Regions from separate parts of the Mus musculus genome. Here regions 2, 3 and 4 are each linked to region 1. A link is a contact called in public HiChIP or PLAC-seq, Micro-C and promoter capture Hi-C data. All regions are on one chromosome and are shown on one strand. The core of a region is the stretch at or near the end of the contact, and the rest is flanking DNA. Distances in the headings are between cores, read along the strand shown.

Region 1 (3,280 bases), core at 430-2,929:
AAACCACCATAAGTTTACTCCGTGCTGTGCTGCTGAGAGTCCCGAGTTTGATTCCTGTAGTCTAACAAATGGAAGGGGTGCCTTCTCAAAACAACAGAACAAAAACAACAAAATGTTTGCTTTTCTTTTTTTAAACTTGCCCAATGAATTGAAATTTTCAGCAAGTAAAATGAATATTGTGTAATTCAATAAATTAAATTGAGTATTTTGCTGGCACAAGGTATGCTTGTTTTAGATGCCTAAGAAAAAAGCAACTTCACACGAGGGAAGAAGGGGCCTTACAGTAGGATCAGAATGTCCCCAGAGAGTCGGGCAGAGACTGAGTCACCTTAAGTTCTGAATGGGTGACACGGAAACTCTGGCAATTGGCTGAACCAGTTTTTACAAAGCCAGGTGCATCAGATTAGTTAACCCGCGGAAAACTCATGGGATCTTTCAAGTTTCACGTCTTTTAGACGCCTCGCATGTCATTGCTACTGTGTTTGGGGACACTCCCCAAGAACCTGCCTTTTAAGCACCATTTTAAACTCTTGGACACACCCTCCCTCTTCTAAAGGATTCTAGGGAGATTTCCTCCCCCCACACCCCATCTCTTTGGCAGTCAAATGGTCTTTAAATAAATAATAAAAAAAACCCATACACTTTAGCAAAGATTTACAAAGTGCATCTTAGACCCTACCTCCCCTCTCCCTCTGTTGCTTGCCCTCCTGACAGACTGAAACTAAGTACCCTCTTGAATAGACCTAGAAAGTCACAGAACCCACCCCCACCCCGCGTCTTCTATCTTCTTGAAGAAGCCTCTCAGTGCACTGTCTGGTCTGCAGTTCACTGCAGGCAAATTCCCTCACTATTTCCCAGTCACCAGTTACACTGTCTCTGGAAACCGGTTTTTGTGACCTGCTCTATCTAATTGTTTTAAAGGGAAAAATATTTAAGGTTTGTAACGCATCTCTGGATTCTCTCCGTAGGTTCCGAGCATTGTATTTCGGTGAAGTCTGGGGTGAGGGCAGGCTCGAGGTCCAGCGGACAGACAGGGTAGCCTTCCCCAGGGCACCCTTTTCCAGGCAGCACAGGCTCGGTTCCCCCACGATGCTCGCTCCCGCATCGAGGCAGAAGAATCATCAGCTGCGCTATGAATTCCGCTTCTCTCGCAGTCACCGGATTAGTTCGGGTCTCAAGGGCTCGAACCAAAGTGACACTACCCTCTCCCCGACCCTTTCGTTCTCCTATGCGACAGGTCCCACTGCATGGAAGCCACCTTCTGCCCAGACCCAGTCCAGCGCCCGTGGCGCCCTCGCAGCGCCTCAGGAGCCCTTCCCCTGGGGAGGGGACCGGTGGCAGCATCCCTCCGGGGCGGGAAACAAAGGCCGAGGCGAGGCGACCAGGTGGGCAAGCCTCTTCGGGCACAGCCGCGGTGACCGCGGGGAGGATGGCGAGATGTATCAGAGGGTGGGAAAAGGGAAACCAAGGCTCGGAGACTAGCGAATGCTTGGGCTGCATCCTCCCTAGTGCAGGGCTCCCGGGGCAGGCGAACCCAGAGCCATCCCCCGCCGCTCCCTGGGACCCGGCATCAGAGGGACCGCCCCACTCCGCTCACCTCGGGAGAAGCGCTCCGGCTCCCTCCGACGGCTCCGGAGAAAGCCCCGCCGCTCGCGCTCGCGCACGCGCACTCGCGCCTTCGCCCCTCCGGCCCCCGCGGGCGCCCCTCCGACCGGGCTCTGGCCCGCCCCGGCCCTGTCCGTCAGCGTCCGCGAGAACCAATCGTGTCGCGTGGACAGCCCAGCGCTGGTCACGTGGCCTCACAAGCCAATCACCAAATTGCCCTCGGCAAGCGCCTGGCTCCGATGTCCCCGGGGGTTCGGTTGCTACCTAGTAGAGCGGGTGCGAGGCGGGCACAAAGGGCTGAGTCCCTTATTTCCGCGGATGAGTGGCGTCCAGTTGGCCAATTCCTACATCTAGTTATTTCTTAGATCCTAGCTTAAATAAGAATCACCTGGGAGTCTAGTTAAAGTCTGGGGTGTAAGCTCGAGAATCTGCATTTCTTACAAGTCCCCAAGTAGTGATGAACCTTCTCTTGGTCCAAGGCCATGCTTTAAGGAGCACTGTCAAAAAATGATGTGGCTAGCCCCTGCCCCGTTTATTTGTAAGTTTCACGACCTTTCTTGCCCTTCAGTGTTGAAGAGCATTCAGACGTGTGGTGAAGTGATGAGACCTAGAGTTTGAACAGCAGCTGAGGAAAGGGTATGGAGTATACCTGGGCCAACTTTATGTGTATGTGGAACAGACTGAGTAGAGACAAATGAGAACACTCCGTGCTAAAGTGCTCACACGTGTGGCTCAGTATCACTATGCGAGACTTGACCAGATACGAGAGAAACCATCCAAGTGGTTCCAGCCTTGTAGAATCTCAACAGCCTGTAATAAGACTTTACGTTTGAATTTTAAAACAATGTTTTAAAATAGCAGTCCTTAGCCTATCTGTCGCGACCCCGTTAAGGACCATGGCTACATATATTTTTATGTTATAACTCATATCAGTAGCAAAATTACAGTTATAAAGTAGGAAAACAATTTTATGGTGGGGGGGGGGGTCACCACAATATGAGGAACCATGTTAAAGGGTCGCAGCATGAGGAAGGTTGAGAACCACTGTTCTAAAAGGATGGAGATGTAAGTAACTAACGCTTTGGACAATTTAGGTATAAAATGCAGAGCTTGAAACGTAGTTTCCCTTGAGGGTTTTTAAAGTTATCTAAATAATCCTTTGTTGCTAAGTCAGATAACCAATGCCTCTGCATCCTCAAACTTGAGATGGACATTTTTTAGACTAGACAACTAACAGGTTTGCTGTCCAGTATTGCCAAGTTTATTATTCAACAATGTTTCAGGATAGTTCAAGAGCACATACACACACATACACACACACAGAGACACACACACATACATACACACACTGTCTCCCTATGTAGTTGAGGCTGGCCTGGAATTTATGACCCTCTCTCAGTGTTCCAAGTGCTGGGATGCTGGGCATGCTGTACCATGCCCAACTCTCAAGAGCCTTCAATATTAAGCTTTCTAAATCCTCCTTCTACCAGCATTCCTGGCCAAAAGATAGGAACACGTGCCAAGTCATTTTATTTTACTCTTCATGGAGGTGATCAAGCTGTCACCTAGGGGACTTCTGCCTTTGTCTGCATGTCAGGTGCCTCTGGCTTCTCAGCCAGGAGTGAGACCCACTTAACAGTCTCAGGCATCATTCATTGGACTTCTCCTATCAGAG
Region 2 (3,280 bases), core at 396-2,895, 340 kb before region 1:
TTTAACCCCAGCACTCTGAAGGCAGAGGCGAGCGGCTCTCTGAAAGCTCTAGGCCACCACGGTCTACATAGTGTGTTCTAGACTAGCCAGGGGTACATAGAAAGATCCTGTTTGTAAAAAAGGAAAAGAAAAATGTATATAATATGTTGGGTATACTTATACTAAAAAAAAAAAAAATGTTGGTTATCTGACAAATTAAACCAGGCATCTTACATTTCTGTTTGCCAGTGGCAACCACTGCTAAGATTCTGTATTGGCCCAAATCCTATCTTGCCCAGAGAGGCAGTCTATTGAGCCAGCAAGCTGGCTCATTGGGAAAGGCACTTGTCACCAAGTCTGATGACCTGAGTTTGATCCCCTGGGATTAACATGGTGGAAGGAGAGAACCAACTCCCAAAAGTTGTCCTCTGACTCCACCAGCACCCCGACAAGCTCCTCCCAACAAACACATGGGTGTAATTAAGTAAAAGCTGGTGAGGTGGCCCAAGGGCTTATTGAAGAATGTGTGTAGGGCAGTTAAACAAAGGGCAGTGAACTGGGTGGCACTTACTGAATCCTGTAGTGGAGAAGCAACTGAAATCAGATTTATCTTCATGCCTTTGGGGACAAAATGAATTCAGGGAAGGGGCCATGCAAACTGTACAGTGCCACGTTGCTTTGTTTAGTCCTTGCCCCACCAAGATTGTCAACCCATGAGAACAGAAATGATCTTCCTTATATGGGTATTCCCCCTCCCCCCAGTCTGTCAAAACATTTGAGCATCAATCCATGCTTAAAAGAATTACCAATATCCTTGAAGTACAATTTAAGGACATTGTTATCAAAGGATGTGGGGGTCTCAACGCTAATGGGTGCTATTATGGTATGTGTGTGTGTGCGTGCGTGCGTGCGTGCGTGTGTGTGTGTGTGTGTGTGTGTGTGTGTGTGCGCGCGCACGCGCGCTCTCAAGCACACACCTGGAAACCCAAAATCCATGGAGTTGAGTAGTACGGTGTGGAAAGAGCTTAGGAGGAATCCAGCCAAAGCCCTTTACCCATCTACTCCAGAACAAATGCTCGTCACCACCGGCAGCAGCCTCCCCCACCACCTGTCAGGGAACCACTGCCAACGGGTAATTGTACCGTGATGTTGTGAGAGGAAGTCTGATTTTCAAAAGGCGCTGGCAGAATCCAGGGGCCAGCGGGGCCTTTTCATACCTGCTAACGAAGCCTCATTAGAAGCAGCAGGAGCCTGCGCTGGGAACTGGAAGCAGCCGTCAGTCATGATCTTCCCCTGCCAAAAGGTGATTAACTTTCTGACTCGCGGCACCTGCTCGTGGAGATTTGCAGGGCAGAAGAGTCTAAAACTCGCAGCCCCACTGGGAGAAACCCTTGAGAGGGCGCGCATCTACTCTCCTTGCATACCAGTGGCTTCCAGATTCGGCAAAAACAAACAAACAAACAAACAAACAAACAAAACCCCAGCATGGGGTCCTCTTCACCTTCCAGGCCCTGGGCTGTGTAGAGGTTGGAAACTGAAATCTTGGCTTGGAAATAATAATTAAGGATAATAAGAAAGGCAAGAAGGTCTTGCAGCATCCAATGTCGCTGAGACAGCTGCACTGTCTTCCTGATGGCTTTTGCACCCAGGTGGTTCAATTAGGAGCAGTTCGCAGCGAGCAAGCTAGCAGGGCAGTGGAGGCTTAGCTGAAACGGAGCGTAAGTGGTGTCTTTTCTATTTCTGGACTTCAGACACTGAATTATGTAAAGATATTGTGTAGAGTCTAAGTAACTGGCCTTCTGGGAGACTCGTGGGTTCTCTTTCTTTGGTCCTGCAGGCCAGCAAGGAAATCTACGGGACAGAATCCTAACCAGGACACACCTTGCTTCTTTTAAAAGGTTGTTGGCTTGTTTTGTTTTTTGAGACAGGATTCCTTTGTGTAACAGCCTTGACTGTTCTGAAACTCTTTTTTGTATGTCAGCCTGGCCTTGAACTCACAGAGATCCACCTGCCTCTGCCTCCTGAGTGCTGAGATTAAAGGTGTGCAACCTCACATTCTCGGCTGTTTGTTTTTAAATAAAGGTAAACACTGTTTATTGGTCTTTTTGGGACTTTACATCCATATGAAGGTCTTCAAATGTTCCCACACAGGGATGTATCCCTCTGTTGGGGTAAGTAGCTCACAGTGACAAAGGGACAACGACGGAGCTTATCTTGGTCTAATTCTGTGTAGCAGGCAGGTAACAGAAACAGACGTGTTTGTTTTTGTGGTGTGGTGGTGTGTGGTTTTAGAAGCACTGAGAGCCTGTGGTCCCACACAGGTGGTGGTTTCAGTTGTAATCTGAGGGCAGGAGGGTCTTGCCTTCGTGGGAAGCAGATGCATGAATAGATTTGGCTGGCCCGAGCCTTGAGAGGGCTGGCGTGGGGGGCGGGGGGGGGGGGTGGAGGGCGCTGGCATGTGGATCCCAAAAAAGAAATGTTGAGGCTGTAAATGGGTGAACTACCACAACCTAATTAGTCCCCCATGGGTTGAAACTGATGGAGAGGTGTTATGCTATGGGCAAATGAGATGTGTGTGTGTGTGTGTGTGTGTGTGTGTGTGTGACAGAGAGAGAGAGAGAGAGAGAGAGAGAGAGAGAGAGAGAGAGAGAGAGAGAGATTTGCATGTGACCAGGGTACCCGTCAAGTGCAGAACTTTTGAATGAACAGCCTTTGTGTGTTGATAAAACCAGAACAGTTGACCTTGAGGCAATGATGAGACTGATGGACTCATTTAACAGGCTCAACATGCTGTCTAGAAGCATCCAAGAATGGCTCCCAGTATGGGGGGTGTAGTGTATCATACACACTTAGCATGCATGAGGCCCTGGGTCCTATCCTTTGAACCAACAAAACAAACACACGCACATACTCATGAAACACCAACCCAAATCCCCAAAGAGGCCCTGGGACCTGCAGAGAAAAGGAAGGGTTTCTGCACCACCAGCAAGTTAGCCACAGCAAATGGCAGACTGGGAGCCACACGCAAAGTATTTATTCAGAGAGGCCTCGGTTGTTCAAGCTACAGACTACAGAAATGGGAGCAGAATTCTCTCCACCCCCAGGGAGCTCCGTCTGAGTCAGCTAGGGAGTCCAGCAGCCACTGAGGTTCTTCAGACGTCACCGGTGGGCTGCCGAGGAAGGCAGAGTTTTCTTTGTGAAAAGAGGAAGTCGTTTTTTGGTTTTCCCATTAGCTGAAAAGAAACACACGTGAGTCAGAAGCGGCAGAAACGGAACCTCAGTAAAGATACCACGGTAGGAG
Region 3 (3,280 bases), core at 202-2,701, 320 kb before region 1:
ATTTTGCTTCTGGTTTCAGAGGGCTTCTACAAACAAAGGAAGAGGCTGCGGTGATAGCTCGGTCTATCGGTAAAAGGACTGGGCAGAGAGTATGACGACTTTGATCCCCACATCCCATGTTAAAAACAAATAAACAAAGCCAGGAATCCTGGTGAGGTGGTATACACTTGAAATCCCTGTGCTAGGGAGGCGGAGGCAGGGGGATTTCTGGGGTTTGCTGGACTGCCAGTGTAGTCTAATTGGTGAATTCCAAGCCAATGAGAAACTGTTTTGAAAAAACGAGGTAGGTGACATTTCTCAGATAGCTGATCGAGTCCTTTGGCATCCCCCCCCAAACCACCTTACACACACACACATCTACCTGAACATATACCTACCTGTATATACACACAAACTTGTATACAGACACACATACACACACCTACCTGAACATACACATGCCTGTATATACACACACACCTACCTGTACATACACCTACCTGTATATACACACAAACTTGTATACAGACACACACACATACACCTACCTGAACATACACATACCTATATATACACACACACTTGTATACAAACACACACACACCTACCTGTACATACACCTACCTGTATATACACACAAACTTGTATACAGACACACACACACACACACACACACACACACCACACCCCTACCTGAACATACACATACCTGTATATACACACACACCTACCTGAACATACACATACCTGTATATACACACACACTTGTATACAGACACACACACACACACACACCTACCTGTATATACACCTACCTGTATATACACACAAACTTGTACACACACACACACACACACACACACCAGAAAGAGCTGGCAATAGTTGCAACAGATGCTCACCCACGTGTCTTTATCCCTCGTGCCTTCAATGTTTAGTGTTCCTGGATCCCCACTGCTGCCTCTGCCTCTGTGCTTGAGGTTGCTCTGAAGTCCTGGAAAAGGTCACCTGGCTAGCAGGTAGCTGAAGTATTCATGTCCCTGCCCCTTGCCTCCTTCCTTCCGTACTCTGCATCCATCGTTTCTCAGCATCCCCCTAAGCTGCTCCAATCTCAGCTGCTCATAAGACAGCCTTTGTTGGTTCGCCCACCCCTGACTCACCCACTAATCCCAAATAAATCACCACCACTCCAATATTTATCTCAAGATCTGCTTCTGGGGGAACATCAACTAAGACATAAATTAATCACGTTAATTAATTTTCAGCCTCCTTGGGCCGAAAGGTAATTAAATGCATGTTTTCCTTCCCTTTCCAAAGGCCTTTGGAAGCAGTGAGGAGCCATTGAGTTTGGCTTTGCTGCCAAGTAGCAGACATGAGAAGCTCGGGGCAGGCAAATGTCAGCCCCCGAGGGCACAGCCACAGCCGACAAGCTATTTATTGCAGGAATCCTGGCTGTCAGTTCTGATCCCTGTTGACAATCAGAGGAATTCACTCGTTCTGCAAATATTTTCTGAGTTCTGCGTCGCTGCAAGAGGCCCAGGCAGCGCTGGCCAAATGAAAACAAATCCTGTCTGTCTTCCATGAGAGGTGGCCTTCAGATCGCTCTATTAAAAACACTAATGAATCTGTTCAGAATTAATGTTGGAGTTAGTGTTGAGCCGACGGCCATTCTCAGATGAGGGCTGAAAGATAATGGCCAGTTTTGTGGGTTTTTAAATTTTCACGCTAGGCAGGATTTATTTCTGATAATGATAATGACCCAGTCCATTCTTAAAGAGGCACCCGCTCAGTGTGGTGTGAGCCTCAGCAGTGCTTGGAGGGAAATCAGGCGGCAAACTGGGTTTAGTTAGCTTTGGCAACGGAGCTGGGAAAGACACAGCCAGCCAGGCGTGACTGTGCACACCTGTAATCTTTTTTTTCTCATTATCTCCTTTCACAGTGGTAACTAACTTTATTTTCTTTCTTTCTTTTTACATTTTTTTTTTCTCCCATACATTACATCCTGACTAGTTTCCCTTCCTTTACTCTTCCCCAGATCCACTCCTTCTGGTTTCCCTTCAAAACAAGAGCAGGCCTCCCAGGGATATCAACCAAACATGGCATAATAGGTTACAATGAGCGTAAGCACAAACCCTTATACCAAGGCTGGATGAGGCGACCCGGTAAGAGGAAAAGGGTCCCAAGAGCAAGACTAAGTGTCAGAGATAGCCCCACTCCCACTGTTAGGACTCCCACGAAGACACTCAGCCACACAACTATCATGTATATACAGAGGACCTCGCTCAGACCCACGGAAGCTCTGTAACTGCTGCTTCTGTCTCTCTGAGCCCATATGAGCCCTGCTTAGTTGATGCTGTGGGCTGAGTTCTCATGGCATGCCTGCAATCTTAGCATATGGGAAGCTGAAGCAAGAGGATGGGAAGATCAGGTGTGGCCTAGGCTACACAGGGAGAACCTATCTCAAGCAAATGGACAAGGTGGGTGTGGTGCTAAACACCTGTAATCCTAGCACTTTAGAGGTTGAAGCAGGAGCGTCAAGAGTTCTAGTCTGTAACTGGAGAGATGGCTCGGTGGCTATGAGTGCTCACTGCTCTTGTAGAAGACCTGGGTTTTATTCTCAGTACCCATGAGGTAGCTCACAATTGCCTATAATTCCAGTTTTAGGGAATCTGGCGCCCTCTTCTGATGTTCCCTGGCACTGCATGCATGTGGTGAACATACATACACTCAGGTGCACACACATATACGTTAAATAAATACTAAAGAGTTCAGGGTCATCATTGGCTACATAGAGAATTTGAGCTTAGCTTGTGGCATAGGAGACCCTGCCTCGAAAACTTAAAGAAGGGAAGGAGGGAAGAAAGGGGGAGGAGGGAGAAGAGAAGGAAGAGGAAGAGGAAGAAGAAGATGTTGATGCTATAGAAGGAAGGTTCTTGGATTAGGATCCAGAAGAGTTGAGCCTGGTGCTACCAATCAGCCGAGTGACCTTGGGGAGTCCCTTGCACGCTCTGGACCTCAGTTTTCTCAGCTCTTACATATAACTAGGTACTCGAGGGACTGGTATTAGATGGTCCCCAGGGTCATAAAATATTCATAAATCTCTTTTAAAAGAGCAAACTCAGGTCCATGGTTTGATTTCACGTTGCCTTATGGAGTTATATCTCCAGCAGATAGGGTGGGGGTGGGGAATAGGGTTGGAGAAATAGGGGTGGGTAGGAGTGACTATTTGAGGGATACAGAATTGGGGAAGGTCCTTCTGGGATGGTCCCGAAAGTTGATGGAGGAGCAGGGAGAGGCAAATGCT
Region 4 (3,280 bases), core at 291-2,790, 300 kb after region 1:
AAGGAGAGCAAAGAGGAGGGGTCAGGAGCCCTGGCAAAGCCAATATTCAGGGATATTCGTGAGCACCCTAGTAACTAACTCTCCCTCACCCTGCTCCATCTAAGTTACACCAAGAGGCATTTAGGAAACGGTGCTCTATCCTCGGCGACTTTACATGAGATATTATACTCTGACAGAGCTTTCTATGCATCAGCCGATGCAGAGCCAGGTAGACTAATAAAGATAATGGTGACAGGAAACTGGGTACAGGACAGCAGGCAGAAGAGCTCCACCATATGGATGGATGGCTTGGATTGTTTGTTTTTTTTTAATAAAATGTTATTTTCCTTCCTTGCAGAAAAAAAGGGGTCTCACTACACAGCCCAAAGTGGCCTACAACTCCTGTAGCCCAGACTGACCTGGACCTCACGACAACCCCCTCTACCTCACCCTCCCGAATGCTACGATGAATCGTGAGCCAACTCGCTTGGTGAAGAATATCTTCTGACTAGCATAAGACATGGCCTTGCCCATCTGGGAACTGGACCTCCACAGCAGGAAAGGAGCGGCAGGAGGCCGGCTGAATCCCTCGCGCGGAGCGTGGCCCTGCCCGCCCCGTCATGGATCACCTGTAGGGATTGGAATCCAACACCTCGTCGCTCATCTCCTGGATGCGGGTCCGGCCGCAGTGGCCGTCCCCTCCAGAGCGCCGGGTTCTCTCCCGGGCGAGTTCCTGCTCCAGCTCCTCAACCCGCTGTCGCAGCCGCTCCACCGAGTCGGCCATGGCTGGGCTCCCGGTGGCCTCCGATCCCAGGCCGGACCGCCGCCGTCGCCGTCGTCGCCGCCTCCCCACGCTGCCTCGCTGGGCCCACGAAGCGCAGGAGGAACAGACACAGCCTTCCAGGTCCAGACACCGGCGAAGCGGCTCCAAGGCTCCCAGTAAGACACGTCTCCGGCACGCCCACCGGGCTTCCGGCGTGCCACTTCCGGTGCGCCGCCGCCATCGCTCCGCTCGGTAAAAAAAAAAAAAAAATAATAATAATAAATAAAAACACTCCTCAAAACACTTAGCTTTCTTCTCTAGAACCAAGACCCAGGTCTCAGCAGAGCCAGCATCATATGTGTCCAGATCAAGTCGACGGCCATTCCGTCTTTCCTATCTAGGAGGCCATGAGAAACACCAGGGTCTTTTAATGCAGGCTCAAGGTTCTGGCGGACTCTCTTCTTGCACGGACCGCACAGGTCTTCCGCTGGCGCGTCCTTAGTCTAGGGTGACAGCTGTTTGTCTTCATTCGCCAGAGTCACGTTTGCGACCTTGTTTTTCTATAAGACTGAGGACTCCAGCTCTGACGCTGAGGGTAAATTCTAAGTCTGGTCCCACAACAGGCAATTCTTTTATTTCTCCACCAGACTCCGAGTCCCAGACTCCGCCTCCCACATGGCTTTGCAGCAACACTGCCCAGAGTCCCGGTGATTGGCTTCTCCTAAGCCCCGCCCGACCACGCCCCCCCCCCCCCCCCCCCAAGTGCCGGTCTCCTTTCTGCCTTGGCGCAACCTCCGTACAGTCTGTGGATTCCTCGGTGACAACAGTGGCGGTCATGGAGACGGATGTCACCAGTGACACCGTGGAAGTGCTACCCCAGCACAAGTTCGACCTCAGGTCCCTGGAGGCCTACCTGAATCAGCACTTGCCGGGCTTTGGGTCAGATTCCCGGGCTGTGCTGACTGTTACTCAATACAGGTATCAACCATAGCCTTTGCCTCCTGGGAACATGTCTGTGCTTGGTGCTTCGCTTCCTTTGGCCCTGGGTGGGTGTCTCATTTGCCCGGTCGGGATTTCTTTCCCTGCAAGGATGCTTCCTGGATAATTTGTACTCGAATCCCAGGCTAGTCTGAATTAGAGGGCAGGAGCAGAGGTGCAGTATCCATTATGCAGTGCAGTCTTGTTAAGGACTAAAATTATGTGTCTAATTCACCGAGAGTGTTGCGGCTGAACACTCTTGAATTCCTAATAGATATCTTCTGTGACCTTCTGTGCTACAATCTAAAGATCAGTTTCTGAGGGGCTGGTGCCATTTTGTTTAATTGACCTTAGTCACCTGGGGCTAGGTTAATAATACCAGCTAAAATATACCAATTCGATTCTAGACATTCCACTTCACTGTTTTTAGCACCACTTAAGGCCTAAGTTCTTGAAGCAAGGGAATTAAACGGGAGGAGGTGACTCCAAGAATACCTTTCCCCACTGACAAGTGAATCTGGTTTTAGTCTGGTGTTTTGTAAATAGAGAGGGTATTTTTTGTTTGGTTTTTGATTTTTGTTTTTTTTTTACTTTTATACAGTTCCAGTATAAAACCATTTCATATGGTTTCAGTAAACTGTGCCTGGCCTTTCTATCTGGGGATTTAACTGTAACATAAATTCAGAGATCAAAGTTCCTTTCCTGTAATATTTGCCTGTATCCATTAGTCTTGATAAAGAAATGAAGTGATTTAGGTGAAAGGACTTAAGCATTGAAATATCCGTGGAGAGGTGGAATAAGTAATAGTTGACACTTCTAAACTTAATACTTTGTGTTGTAAACAGACTGAAGCAGGTCAAAGTTCACATTTCAGTGATTAGTTCACTCTGTGGAATTTGGCCAGCTTATTGTCCTGCTTTCAGATAAAGGTTATATATGTTCACATTACTGTGGTCCTGTGCAGACTTAAAATAATTCTGAATTAAGTTGATGTTCACCAAAATCATGCTCAATACATGAAATTAGTTGTGATACAAAAAAAAGTACTTCTGAAGTCAAACCTAGGGCTACATGGCTTTAATCCCAACAATCTAAAGATCCCTGGAGATTGGAGGCTGAGGAAAAATGATTGTGAATTTGAGGCCAGTCTGGGCTATGTAGCAATCCTTGGTTTCAAACACTATTTTTCCAGGAATGTTATATAATCTTGATTTAACATAGATGTACATATTCAACAGAGAAAACACATTCATTTTCAGGACATATGAAAAATTATAAAAATAAAAGTAGATAGATAGAAAGAGAGAGAAATAGTAAGGCCACAAAAATCTCAAAGGAATCTTTTAAAAGTTTAGACCAGTTCTATGGCTTATCAGGTAAAGGCACCTGCTGCTGAGCCTGACAACCTGAGACAACCCCCTGGAAACTACATTGTGGAAAGAGAGAGACAGATCCTGCATGTTGTCCTCTGACCCCCACACGTGTGCCACCAAATAAATAAATATAAAGGGGGAAAACACACATTTTGACAATATAAATGCAACTTTTTAATAGGATTAA

Evidence for each region. Promoter capture Hi-C pulls out the DNA fragments that hold promoters and counts their contacts. A called contact is a pair of places that touch in the nucleus more often than the background predicts. HiChIP or PLAC-seq counts read pairs in DNA pulled down with a chosen protein or histone mark.
Region 2: a promoter capture Hi-C map of pre-B cells shows a contact between it and region 1, with 3 times the contacts expected there. The contact joins the promoter of 5830418P13Rik here to the promoter of Tmem108 in region 1. A contact is called at or near these places in 5 of 39 promoter capture datasets (the 3T3-L1 cell line, cranial neural crest, hippocampal neurons and 2 more) and 1 of 115 datasets of contacts at active chromatin or transcription factors (large pre-B cells).
Region 3: a contact with region 1 is called in an H3K4me3 HiChIP or PLAC-seq map of forebrain, with 2.9 times the contacts expected there. The contact joins the enhancer-like site here to the promoter of Tmem108 in region 1. A contact is called at or near these places in 3 of 39 promoter capture datasets (cranial neural crest, neural stem cells and pre-B cells), 3 of 115 datasets of contacts at active chromatin or transcription factors (forebrain, large pre-B cells and pro-B cells) and 2 of 9 other capture datasets (embryonic stem cells and liver).
Region 4: a contact with region 1 is called in a Micro-C map of embryonic stem cells, with 3 times the contacts expected there. The contact joins the promoter of Acad11 here to the promoter of Tmem108 in region 1. A contact is called at or near these places in 1 of 39 promoter capture datasets (cranial neural crest), 2 of 484 Hi-C or Micro-C datasets (both in embryonic stem cells) and 1 of 115 datasets of contacts at active chromatin or transcription factors (large pre-B cells).

What each region holds. Positions count from the first base shown.
Region 1 is chr9:103,760,158-103,763,437 of GRCm38.p6, forward strand. Tmem108 (transmembrane protein 108) reads right to left here and starts at 1,680. Exons shown (of 6, transcript NM_178638.4): 1 at 1,598-1,680.
Region 2 is chr9:103,421,933-103,425,212 of GRCm38.p6, forward strand. 5830418P13Rik (RIKEN cDNA 5830418P13 gene) reads left to right here and starts at 1,646. Exons shown (of 6, transcript NR_040466.1): 1 at 1,646-1,697. It overlaps Bfsp2 (beaded filament structural protein 2, phakinin), which reads right to left. Exons shown (of 7, transcript NM_001002896.3): 7 at 2,992-3,212. The coding sequence ends at 3,209.
Region 3 is chr9:103,442,205-103,445,484 of GRCm38.p6, forward strand. The region is part of intron 4 of Bfsp2 (beaded filament structural protein 2, phakinin); the gene reads right to left. The region is part of intron 5 of 5830418P13Rik (RIKEN cDNA 5830418P13 gene); the gene reads left to right. Among named protein-coding and RNA genes, the nearest start is that of 5830418P13Rik, 20 kb to the left of the region's middle. Within about 2 kb of position 1,452, at least 47 of the 459 cell types and tissues checked have an H3K27ac peak or open chromatin away from gene starts, as enhancers often do. A contact at or near this core is called in forebrain, where this site is marked.
Region 4 is chr9:104,062,184-104,065,463 of GRCm38.p6, forward strand. Acad11 (acyl-Coenzyme A dehydrogenase family, member 11) reads left to right here and starts at 1,541. Exons shown (of 20, transcript NM_175324.4): 1 at 1,541-1,720. The coding sequence starts at 1,578. Uba5 (ubiquitin-like modifier activating enzyme 5) reads right to left here and starts at 938. Exons shown (of 12, transcript NM_025692.3): 1 at 609-938. The coding sequence starts at 763.